3 separate regions of the Zea mays genome follow, and regions 2 and 3 are each linked to region 1. Evidence: chromatin contacts called from public Hi-C data. All regions are on one chromosome and are shown on one strand. Each heading gives the region's core, a stretch centred on a gene start, on an enhancer-like site or on the middle of the called end of the contact. The rest is flanking DNA. Distances are from core to core; before and after follow the strand shown. Region 1 holds the start of LOC103650561 (F-box/LRR-repeat protein 3-like). Region 2 holds the start of LOC103650566 (auxilin-related protein 1). Region 3 holds the start of LOC100282943 (Chaperone protein dnaJ 15).

What was found. Hi-C and Micro-C count contacts between places; a contact is called where the count stands out from the background.
Region 2: a Hi-C map of ear shows a contact between it and region 1, with 2.0 times the contacts expected there. The contact joins the promoter of LOC103650566 here to the promoter of LOC103650561 in region 1. A contact is called at or near these places in 3 of 25 Hi-C or Micro-C datasets (bundle sheath, ear and tassel).
Region 3: a Hi-C map of ear shows a contact between it and region 1, with 2.2 times the contacts expected there. The contact joins the promoter of LOC100282943 here to the promoter of LOC103650561 in region 1. A contact is called at or near these places in 2 of 25 Hi-C or Micro-C datasets (ear and tassel).

The regions. Positions count from the first base shown.
Region 1 is chr3:131,609,986-131,614,278 of Zm-B73-REFERENCE-NAM-5.0, forward strand. It overlaps LOC103650561 (F-box/LRR-repeat protein 3-like), which reads right to left and starts at 2,028. Exons shown (of 7, transcript NM_001346236.1): 1 at 1,063-2,028. The coding sequence starts at 1,728.
Region 2 is chr3:132,519,424-132,523,716 of Zm-B73-REFERENCE-NAM-5.0, forward strand. It overlaps LOC103650566 (auxilin-related protein 1), which reads left to right and starts at 2,081. Exons shown (of 8, transcript XM_008676139.4): 1 at 2,081-3,239. The coding sequence starts at 2,686.
Region 3 is chr3:131,017,816-131,022,108 of Zm-B73-REFERENCE-NAM-5.0, forward strand. It overlaps LOC100282943 (Chaperone protein dnaJ 15), which reads right to left and starts at 2,357. Exons shown (of 13, transcript NM_001155848.2): 1 at 2,230-2,357; 2 at 1,929-2,149; 3 at 1,661-1,805. The coding sequence starts at 1,791.

The DNA.
Region 1 (4,293 bases), core at 778-3,277:
AGCTAACTGTGGGGGGAGTAATGTGGATTTTTTTTTCCTTTTTTTAAATGTAATGATGTTGTACTTTTTGAAAGAAATCAGCCGTCTAATTTTTAGATGGCAAAGAAAGAATGAATATAGTTTCCAATGGCACATAAGGGATCTGCTCTAATTTCTAGCACCCACTAATAGCCATGGGTGTTAAATCTAACTGTGATGGCACAAAGGGAATGAAAATCCTATACTAGTGGCAATGAAGGGATGGCTAACTTTTGGGTGGCGGAGAAGGGATGAGTGCAGTTTTCAATGGCTTGTAAGGGATTGGCTCTTAGTGTTACACATAACTACTGTACACTCTAAGCTGTCACTACCAACAGACAGGAAAAGAGAAGTGAAGATGCAACCATTTCCTACAGCATGTGCATTTACAAAAAAACAGCCACCGACAATAAAAAAGGGAAAACCCAGTGTCGGACGCTCCCACATGAGTGAGGTCTGGAAGGGATAAACCGAGAGAAGCCTTTCCCCCGCAAATGCACCACTGCACCAGGTGACTCAGTGTTGTCTGCCCACTGACCCGCAAATGCCTTTCCCTTTAGATATCTGGTTCAAACCTGCGACCTCGTGACTCAATGACTGAGCTCTCACCACTGCACCAGGCCTTCCTTTATGACTCATAATGTTTGGAATAGCACCTTTGCACCCATATGCATTAGCTTCCATCTTAAGTCCAACTTCACAAGATTTATGACAATTTCCAGAGTAAAGTTGAGATTTAGCATATCATGGTACCAAACCACTTCTGTATTGACGCCATGTTGCATCTGAAATTTGGTTTGTGCAGCTCTTGTTGGGTACTTGGGTATCAAAACAACTAATTAACTAGACTGCCCAAACTTTCTTGGGGCAAAGATGCCTATTATAGGTGTGTTGCTACATACGAAATTTTCACCATTTCTCTAAACAGCGTGTCAATTGGACAATTGCTAGTCCTACCACCTACCCACATGTGATCATCTTTCATCAGTCCACTACCACTACCAAAGCAATGAACAGTTCAATAAATTAAATGGGACTAGTAACCTTGAGGTAGGATATGTTGAGGCTGCGGAGCTCGGGGCACTTCTTGGCCAGCAGATCAATTCCGATATCAGAGATCTCACGGCACCACTTGAGGCTGAGCTTCTCCAGCCTGGGGCAGCCAACAGCCACCTTGGCGAGCCCCATGTCGGTGACAGCAAGGCATTTGTCCAGCCTCAGCTCCCTGAGCCCGGCCGCCGCCGCCAGCGCAGCGGCCTCGCGGTCCCCGGCGCTGACGCAGTGCGACAAATCGACCGCCTCCAGCTTGGGGCAGGCAGCCACGAGCGCCTCGAGGCCGCGCCAGCCAACCCCATTGGCCCGCGCGAGGCACACGCTGCGGAGGCCGGCGAGGCCCCCACCGGCACCGGCAACAGCCGCGGCGAGGGAGGCGTCGTCGAGCGAAGCGCAGGCAGAGAGGTCGAGCCGCTCGAGCGCCGGGAACGCGCGGAGCAGGCGCGGGAGCGGCTCGCGTCGGAGCACCCGCAGCGCGCGTCGGTGCGCGGCCTCGGAGCGCTCGAAGGCGCGGCTGACGAGGCGGCACGCCTTGCGGTCCCGCGGCTCCCGTAGGCGGTCCAGCACCTGGCCCAGCAGGTCCAGCGACAAGACCCCTATCCCGACGCCGCCGCCGCCGCCGGTGGCGCAATCGAGTTTCTGCGCCTCCCGGCTCATCCCGTCGGCCGAGCACGCGGCGATCCGTTCGCTCTCCCGGCGACGAGAGAAGATGAGGAGATACTGGCAGAATTACGCTGCGAGGAGGTTGGTTTAGGTGGGGATGAAAAGGAAGGAGAAGACGGCGACGAAGGGGTGGTCGTCGGGGAGCGGGACGCGCGGTTCGGCGGGCCGGCGCGGTCGGGCAAGGGCGCAGCGCTGCTGCATGGTAGGAGCAGGATCCCGCGAGTGCGGAGGGCGGCGGCGGCGGCGCGATCCCGATCGATCCGGCCCAGCGGTGGAGAGGTGGTGGTGTCGTGGTGGATAAACCGCGGGGACTGGGGTCAGGCGAGGCGGGGCGGCGGGGACTGGGGGCAGGTAGTTACGGGCTGTGGGGAGCTCCACAGGTGAGGAGAGGCGTGGAGGTGTGGAGCATAGGAGAGAGACGGAAGAGGGAGGGAGAGAGAGAGAGAGATGTGGATAGGTGAAGCCGGTCGGAATACCGCCTGCCTCAGGTGAGGGTCGAAGGTGGCACCTGATCAGTCCACGGTAGTGCGATGGAGAAGATGACTAAAATACCCCTACTCTCGGACCAGTACTGATGTCGACAGGCCAGTGATGACCCGTGCCCGCCGCGAGTTGCTACTCTTCCTTTTCTCTTTAGAAGAAGAAATTAAGAAAAAGGAAGAAACTCTCGTGATAGCTCGATAGGTAAACAATGTGAAGAAAAGAAGTTATCATGGCAGGGATCACATTCCCAACTGAATGGATGTCGCTATAGTCTCATTATTTCATTCTTTTTCTTGATACTACAATATAATACGTAATCATTCTACTATTAATCTGTTACATAGTAAAATGATTGCGTATAGTAATCTGATTTCAGTAGAGATTGGTCGGGAAGTTTTCGATGATCCAAGAGCAATCTGACTATGTGGTGTGGCACAACTACTCAAAAAAATCATTTTTAATCATTCTTAATTATTTTCTATTTAAAATTTTTTTAGTCACCCCAAAACATCCTGACACGATAAAATCACGCTTCCATGTTATGTACGTTGGAATAGCTAGATTTGTCACGGAGCATCTCCAACAAGATAAACAGGGTCCTATTTTAAAGGATATGACTTTAACATAAAAACATGCTCTAGCATTATCATTATTTTACAAAAAATTATCAACGAATATAACTTCGGTCTATTGAATTCTAAATATAGTACCTCATATACCGGAGTGTTAGAGAATAAAATAGACACAAAGATTTATGTGGAAAAACCATCCCACATATAGAGGAGCAAACAACCACGAGAAAATAAAACCACTATTAACCGCAGAATACAAGTTACATGGAGGGCCTATATTTATAGGCGTACAGGAAAGAATATTCCAAGGCATATTCCAAATATATAAAAGGAATTAGAGGCATATTCCAACAAATCTCCCCTTGACTCTAAATACATAGAACTGTTTCCCAAACACTACTAGGATGCTAAATTTGAATATCAACCAAGTCTAAGGAAATATTACACTTAAAACTAGAGCACGACTTGGTATCATCAAAATCACCTCTCTTCTGGAACGCAATAGAAACAGATTCAACATCAACTGTTGAACATTGCAAATAATAAAGATTATTCAAATGGTTGCCCTTCAAGATAATACGATTGCCACGAGAAACCATAAGAACACCATCAATAGAAGGAAAATTGAATCCCAATGCTTCTAAAGTGCTCAAAGAAATAAGATTTCTCTTCAATTTTGGAACAAAACGGTCATCGATAAGTTTCTTAATACTTCCATCTGAACTTGGATATAAATAGAGCCGATTCCAATAATCTCACATGTGGATGCATCTCCAATAACAACTTCACCAACATGAGACTGAACATAATCAGAAAACTAATCTCTACGCGAACAAATATGAAAAGTGCAAGCGGGATCGAGAATCCAAGAAGAGCACTTTTCAACAAAGGCAACAAACAGAGCTTCTCCACTATCTAAAGTTTCAACAAAATTGGCTTCAGCAGAAGACTTATCCAATTACCTTTTCTTTCTCACCTCTTTATTTCTCACTTTAGGGGCACTGAGAAATATGATGATTATTTTTTCTGCAATAACGGCAATAAAGGTTGGATTTATGATCTCCAGATCCCCAAACAATTATGTCGGGGACCATAATTAGGGGTACCCCTCAAGGCTCCTAAATCTCAGCTGGTAACCCCCATCAGCACAAAGCTGCAAAGGCCTGATGGGTGCGATTAAGTCAAGGATCGGTCCATTCGAGGGGCGCGATCACGCCTCGCCCGAGCCCAGCCTCGAGCAAGGGCAGCCGACCCCGGAAGATCTACGTCTCGCCCGAGGCCCCCTTTCCATCAACAGACACGCCTTCGGCTCGCCCGAGGCCCAGTCTTCGCCAAGAAGCAACCTTGACCAAATCGCCACGCCAACCGACCAAATCGCGGAGGCATTTAATGCAAAGGTGGCCTGACACCTTTATCCTGACGCCCGCTCTCCAGTCGACAGAGCCGAAGTGACTGTGGTCACTTCGCCGCTCCACTGACCGGTCTGACAGGGGGACAGCGCCGC
Region 2 (4,293 bases), core at 831-3,330, 910 kb after region 1:
CTGCTGCCAAGGGAGAAGCATCATCAAAAGTAAAGGTATCATGGTTAAAATCATCCTACCATCCATCTTCGTTGAACAAGCCCTCTTCACGAAGCTCCCTGTGTTGGGGCCTTCGGTCTTAATCATCTTGAGCAAGATGACGCACTTCCTCAGTAGCTTCATCGATCTTCCTTTGAAGATCGGCCAGCCGAGCCATCTTCTCCTTTTTCCTTTGCACCTGTTGGTGGATGATTTCCATATCCCTGATCTCCTGGTCCAACTCCTCCTCCTGGAATGTTGGACTAGTGGCCTTTCTCTTCTGGCTTCGAGCCTCTCGAAGAGAGAGAGTCTCCTGGTTTGTGTTCAGTGGCTGTAGTGCATCCCATGGCGCTGTTATCTTCTTCGGCGGCATGACGAATGTCGATGCTTTTCCGAAGATTGTGGAAGTGAGTACACCGGAGGTGGGCGCCAATGTTGGGGACTTGTTCTCAAATGCTATGAATTAAGAACAAGGCAACACAAAAAATAAGTTAATGGTTAATGCCCTTCGTCCTTCGAAACATTATTTCCCTAAGGATATAACGATCTTCGGATGAAGGTCATGAAGGACGTACCTTCATCATCACAACATATATCAATGAAAGATGAAGCATATGAAACATGAGAATTAACATAGATAATCATATGACACCATTGATATATTTTTTATTATATAATCATGAATGAATAAGAACAATATTGAATTACATTTGTACCTTCGGCTTGACAGAAGGCAAGGGTACATGTGTGATGCACGAGCGAATACAAGTCAGCGTGAACAGTACGGGGGTACTGTTTATCTATTTATAGGCACAGGGCGCAGTCTATGTGAAATTACATTCATGCCCTTCTTGTTTACTATTGACTTAAGAACAATCTATTGGGGACTAGATAGCCTTTTCCTCCTTAAGTCGGTTCCTTTTTCTGGTACTGAGCCGAAGCTCCATTGCGCGCAGCTTCGACGTTGGTTCAGCCTTCGTTCCGACCCTGCTTCCCATATTGTGTACAACTTCATCCTGAGTCCGAAGGTGCCTGTATGTGTATTACACTTCGGAAACATTATTAGTCATGTTTTTGAGGACCTTCGGAAGATGAAGGCCCCCAACAGTTTTCATCCCTATATATACACACATGCGGGTATGTGGGTTTGCGGGCACGGATACAATATTTTCATACCCATGAGAAAAAACCTGTACCCACGGGTACAAACTCACACCCAAACCCGCACCCTATAGGGTTTTTACCCGCGAGCACGTGGGTAAAATGTGCCGGTTGCCATCCCTACGTGTGCAGTAGTAGGGGTGAGGAGGCGTTGAAGAGAGTCTAACTGCTATTTTGCTTGTGTAGTTTAGTTCGGCACACCCGCAGTCCGTGCACGCAGGAGGGCGGACCGGGTCGATCAACTAGTCCCACACACCGGATCCCCACCGACTAGGGGTGGATAACGGGCCAGCTCGGCTCGTCCTAGTTCGAGCTGGCTCGTTAAGCTAACGAGCCAGCTCGGCTCGGCTCGTTAAGGTAACGAGCCACAGAGTTAGCTTGACTCGGCTCGTTTAGCTCGCGAGCCAGAGCAGAAAAAAATAAAATATACATAATAATTATTTTTAGTTAATTTCAAACTAATTTAACAATAGAAAATAGTAATTATACTCATAGTTTTACAAACCACGTCAATATAACACCAAAATAGCACAATTCATCACTCATTAATTCACAAGTCACATACATGTTCATCAGTTTAACCCATAATTATATTTACATAGACAAAATTAACACATAGATATAGTTCATTAATAATTAGTTTAATTTATAGGCCATAAACACCTTACATATATATAACATATTCATCAATTATTCTGTAAATGATATGCATATAGTTTCGTTTTGCTGGAATATAGTAGCTTGTTTAGCTCGCGAGCTGGCTTTTTAACGAACCGAGCCAGCTCGTTAGCGAACCGAGCCGGCTCGTTAGCAAACTGAGCTAGGATGTCAGCTCAGCTCGTGAAAAAAATTAAACGAGCCGATCCGAATCGAACCGAGCTGATTATGAACCGAGCGAGCTAGCGAGTCATGAGCATTTCTTCCAGCACTATCGCCGACGAGAGAGCGTAGGCGCAGGCGCGCAGTCACCGCTCGCCACCGACGCCGTGGCAGAAATCCTTGCCCCGCGCCGATTCACAAGGCACAGACGTTCCGGGCCCATCCTTTTATCCCCACATGTCAGTGGTCTCTTCTAACTTTTCTCTGGGGCCCACTCCACAAGGCAGCAATGATATGACATCCCTCGTGCCATTCGGGCCCGCTCGCCAGTCACCCGCGTCTGAGAGAGGAGAGAGGAGAGAGAGAGACCACCTCCTCCGCTTCCGCTCTCCTCTCTTTCTGACTCTTGACTCGACCGCTCCTGTTCGCCGCTCCGCCATCGCCGGCGACCACTCCGGCGACGCTGCGTCTCCGGCGACCCCACCGACGCCTGTCCCAGCGACCCCATTCCTCCGATCCCCGCCTCACGCCCTGCGCTCTCCCGGCTAGGGTTCGTGCTCCTGCCCGGATCCACCCCGCCTCCTCGCGCCCCCGTTCGCGCGCGCCGATCGGCAGGCTGCGGGCCGCCGCCGCTGCGCGAGCTAGCGGGCGTCGGATCCATCGATCCGCGCGGCCTCCGCGGCCGTCATGGACGACTTCGAGGGCCTGCTGGCCCGCGACTTCGGCCTCCGCCCGCAGGGGAAGGCCGCGCCCATGTCGGCCGCCCGCTCCTCGGGGCCCTCCGGATCTGCCTGGGCCAATACCAGATCCGCCGCCGCCCCCTCCTACGACGAGCTCTTCGGGTCCGCCCCGCCACTGCCCAAGGCCACGCCGTCGCCGTCGCCGTCGCTCGACCACATCTTCGACTCGTTCAAGGAGCCCGCTTCCACCGCGCCGCCGCCTAAGCCGAAGCACTCGTCCATGCCGGTGTTCGACAAGCCGGTCTACGACGACGACATCTTTGTCGGGGTCCCTGGGGTCAAGAGCTCCTCGGCGCGCTACGACGATGTGTTCGGGGGAAGCCATAGCCGCGAGGCGCCTCCAGCGTTCGATGACCTGCTCGGTGGATTTGGTAAGAGCTCACAGGTGAGGGAAGAGGTGGATGACAAGAGGAAACAAGAGGCAGCTATGGGGCCAGCGGCGGGTACTGGGTTTGATTATTTGATCCCAGGCTTTGGCGGGAGGAGCTCCCCGCGGCAAAGGTGACTACTTTCTTTTATGCATTTCAATGTGCATGGGACTGATAGACGTTACGGTATCCATATGTGCTGAGGTCTAGGATTGGATATACATGTAACGTAGTTAGTTCGATCAATTGAACCGGAAGATTTTGTCGGTATTTGGTGACTATAGGATCATGTGGCTGTTGGTAGAGTTGGATCAAATATTTCTGGCTCATTTGTTGAATGTTTTGACAATTAGATTCTAGCCTTATTATGCCCAATGTTCAGTTTGGTAATCCATACCAGTTAGTAAAGCATTTATGATGTACGTTATACATAGAGTTTTGCGCCGCAAAAGTTGTCAGTTTTCCTCAGTTACGATATGTATTTAATATTTATCCTATTTTGAGAATTAATAACCTATTAGATTATGATAATATGATGGGCTTGGGTTCATGTTTATCTAAATACCTTAGTGCTGTAATGCTTGCAATTTTATCCGCTATTCATCCAAGTCAATGCATAAAGGATTGATTAGTCATATCGATGTCCATGCACCTTATCAGAAAATCCTTTTGCACTGTTAGTGTTGACTTCCTGGACCTCTACTGGTATATAATGTATGTTAGGTTTATTTAGGTATTTTATGCTGATTCTAGTACATATGCTAGGTCATCAACAAATTTGATTGTGAATTGTATTATACTTTTGTGATATCCATGTTTGATACTTGCTTGTGTGATGATAGGTCTGCTTATTTTTTAGGTAGCATGACAAGAGGTTTTCACAGTTTTGATTAACTTGACATTGTAGTTGATGTTATGTTGTTGGTGGAGCACTGATGAATTGGTTTCATGGGTTTGTGCTTTTTGTGTACTAGTTGAGATGGATTGAGTGAAAAAGTTATGTCTCTATATGGATTTAAAGCTGAAATTAAACTGGAGTGGATAACTAGAGTTAAATATTGCTTTCAGGCCCGATAAATATGCAAAGTGTTGCTCGAGTGGCAGATATCTGTAACTTTAGACACTATGGGTATCAATATTATCTTGTATACTTGGTTATACGTTGAGAATTGTTACTGATGTCAAGT
Region 3 (4,293 bases), core at 1,107-3,606, 590 kb before region 1:
AATAATTCCCCAATAAGCTGGATGCAATGGAGTGACAGTATCTGATGTTTTAAGACCATGGAATTACCTCATTACTGAATGAATAATCATATCACCACAAAAGGACAGTAACAAAAAATCTTGCCAGCAATTGCAAAACATATATGAGAGGGCAATGTTCTACAAACAGGTCTGCTCACACATGTACTTCATAACAGATTATGGGCCTGTTTGGATGGGCTTATATTAGCCGCTAGAATAAGCTAGATATTTGTGTTCACAGGACACCAAGCATTCAAAAGGTTTAAGTAGTTAGATATTTGTGTTCACTCCATCCCATTGGTGTTTCACCACAAGAACAAAGTGGTTAGATACTTGTGTTCCATCCAGTTAGTGGTTAGATACTCTCCTCTCATGTGAAGGGGCGCAAAGTGCACACAGTGGTGTGGGAGCGACTGTGACGCAGAAGAAATGTGCTTGATGATTTAGTCAATTTGGTTGACTGGCTTTGATTCTAAATTGATTTCTACTATGTTGATCTGAACATATTAGTCCATTTACTGCTGCAACAACAGCATCAACAAAAGCCTTTTAGTCCTAACTCCCAAGCAAGTTGGGTAGGGTAGAGTTGAAACTTGAAACCCAACAGAAGCCGCACGTGGCCATTTACTGCTGCTACCTATAATTTTTTCTTGATGCTTTGTAGTTTATGGAATGATTGCTACTGTATGGAATGTAAATGAATATACATATATAGATCCAAAATTTAACAAAAAAACATCAGTTACAACAGCCATTACCATACACTCTCAGCATGGTCTGAACAGCAAGTAAATAGCTATTACTAAGGTTTATTAGGAGCTTGGATAGACGAGATAGTCACATTGATTCCTGTTGCACTGTGTGGGGCAGCAACACTTCTTGCAATTCTTCTCATATTGTATATTCTAGAATGACTAGCAACTAAACTAGTACATGCTTTTTTTTGAGGAATAATATTATTCCGTTAATTATTGCTCAGGCAAACACGGTTGGATCGAAAGCAATGGCAGTTTTCAACTTGAATAAACAAAAAATTAAACAAATATCTTTTGCCAATATAGGAACTGATATCCATCTGGAGCCTGAAAAATGTTCTCTGCATTCGCTTGAAAAAATTATCACTGATAGGTTTTTTGCTGCTTTCTCATCAAGAAGCAGATGTGGGAACTAAATTCGTCATTGAGTGCACCTCGCATGAGTATTCGTCAGTTCAACTTTGCTGAGAGCTGGACAATGTGTTATTAATAATAAGACACTGATCATGAGTATTCGCCATTTCATCATTGCTAAGATCTGGGCAAAGTATTAGAAATAATTAAGCACTGAAAAATTGCAGCACATTAGCTAGCATATTGACTCACCTAGTTGGCCGTTACCAAATTCATAAACTACCAAATCAGGAACATTTTATTTGAAATAATCGCTTCACAGAAAACCCGCTTCTCGCTAACGTATAGTTTGGCAGAGCTCCTCCTCGGTTTAGCCTGGCAGCTGCTCTATGAGCTATGCCAAACAGGCCTATGTTAAACTAACGGAGTAGCGTCTGGGTTTTCCTCTCTTACGCTACCCAAATCAAAACACTCTTCCACCACACAAATCAAAGCAGCATAGCAAACGAAAAGGGTCATTGAAACCGTACTTGAGTGCGAGCTTCCGGTAGGCGGACTTGATCTCCTGGTCGGAGGAATCTCTGGGAACGCTGAGCACCTCGTAGGGATCCCGACGCACCACCGGGGCAGACGGCCCCTCCATCTTCCCCGACGACGACATCCCGGGACAAAACCCTAACAGATGTAATAACAAATAAAAGGTTCAAAAAATAATGCATCCGATCCCAACGGCCGGTAGTTGGACCATGTAACGGCGCCCGACGGTTAGACCAGCAGGTCGTCTGCCGGCGGATCTACCTTCTCAAGGCGCCTGGCGGCTCCAATTCTTTACGGAGACCGACGGCTCTAACTCTTTCCGGAGACCGACGGCTCGCAGCAGGGATGCGAAAGGGAGGCCGGGAGCTTGGGCACCGTCGTCGCAAGATCCGGATGAGGCGCGCTCGGCTGGGAGGACCAAGCCCCAGCAGAGGCGGCACCAGTTCGTCTGTGTCACGCCTGGCAAGGAGAGGCGCCTGCGCCTGGGAAAGGGAACGAGTGGCAGGTCTCTATAATTTTCGCCAAGTTGGGTCGGGACTCGGGATGAGAAATTTTTGCTCACCTCGGCGCGGCGCGAGCAGATCTCGCCGCGTAGATGGGCGGGCGAGACGGAGACGGCAACGGCCAACGAGGTTGGAGGAGCTAGCGGCGACCGACAAGGAGTGTTTGGTTTAGAAAGCGTTTGGTTTTAGACACTAATTTCAAATTTCTGTATTAAATACATAAACTAACACTCTATTTTAGTTTATCATACCAAACATATCATGGAAATATCTCCAGCAGCTACTCATACATATATCTATATTCGAACTATACTCTATAAACAATACAATATAAAGCGCAAAACATGGTTTTGGCTGACCATATAAGTACAATGTACAATAGTTCACTTATATGGTCACTTAAACATTGTTTTTGCACTGTGCATTGTATTGTTTGTGGAGTATTGTTTGAAAAAAAATTGTAAATCTACTCGAGCAAATATTAGAAAAATGATTTTTCTCGCTCCAACAGCTTCCTTATACTCTATCGAAAGAATTAGGGCATGTTTGGTTCGTTGTCTAACTTGCCAAATTTTGCATAACTTTTCTGCTTAGGCTAGGGGCTGTTTGGTTTGCTGTCTAACTTGACATAGTTTGCCACGCTTAAGGTTAGGCAAGTTTGACCAAGTTAGGCATGTGTTTGGTTTGAAGCCACAGTTGTGACAAGATTTTTCTCCTGCAGTGTAGGTCTCACTAGTCAATGACTAGTAAAATGTGGCAAGATTTCCTTAGGCAAGACAAATATGAGGCAGAATTTGAGCGTCTAACCTTAAGCACCTTAGACAAGTGTGGCATAAAATTGTGTGGCAATTTTTGGCACCACATGTATAGAACCAAACAGCCTCTAGTTCTTCAACTCAGACAATTAACCTCAAACAAAGTTTGGTATAGTTAGCCACGAACCAAACAGACCCTTAGCATCCCGCATCTATCTCCTCACCTCCCTCATATTTATGTGTAAGCTATTTCTCCACAATCGGCCTCGCTCGTATGCGAGTAGGCTCCCGCGATTTTTTTTCTGTCGCACGCGCACTTGTTGGGTGGGGCTTCGACGCATACACGACATAGCAGCCTCCTCCTCATGCTATCTTCAACCATTCTCCCTCCTAAATTATCATATTCGTACTTTATATTTATATTTAAATACCTCATTTTCAATAATTATTCCTTATATTTCTCTTTCTCTCCAACTATTCCCTCTATTTAGCTCTCCTTTACTTTTTAAATGAGCTATTTGCCTTTTATATATTAGTTTTTGGAGTTTTAAAAAATATTGTCATATTAATAGTACTGTAATACACATTATTATTTTGTAATTATACTAAAAATAGATTGATTTTGTAATTAAAGCGTTGATTAACAAAATGGATGGAGACTAGAACTCCCCCTACACAGGGTGGAATACTTCTCTCTCCCCGTAGAGGGTGCAGGAGGGGGCACCGTTAGACCCCTTCTCCCCTCATTTACACCTCGTAAGGAACAACCCGAGAGAGGGGGCTAGCCGACGTGAGCTGTTGGAGCTAGTCTCAGTGACGTGACGTAAGGAGCTCCTCGGTGATCATAAGTCTTGACGTCGAGAAGAGAGAGGTAACGAAGGCTAGTGGGATTTTATAGTTTTTAGTTTTTAAGGACTGTTGGAGTATATATATGATGCTTTGCTTCTAAAAATGTTTAGTCTGCCACCAATAACCATTTTTAGAGAAAATTTTTAACATATTTTTGGAGTTGTGAGAGCACCTAGAGGGGGTGAATAGGTGATCCTGTAAAAACTTAACACTTAAGGCCACAAAACTTGATTAAGAGTTAGCACAATGAAATCAAGTGGTTATAGGAGATCTCTTGTGAAATACAATAGACACAGTGAGAACAAGCACAAGAGACACGAGGATTTATCCCGTGGTTCGGCCAAGTACAAAACTTGCCTACTCCACGTTGTGGCGTCCCAACGGACGAGGGTTGCACTCAACCCCTCTCAAGTGATCCAATGATCGACTTAAATACCACGGTGTTCTTCTTTCTTTACTCTTTCCCGCTTGTGAGGAATCTCCACAACTTGGAGTCTCTCACCCTTACAATAAGAATCA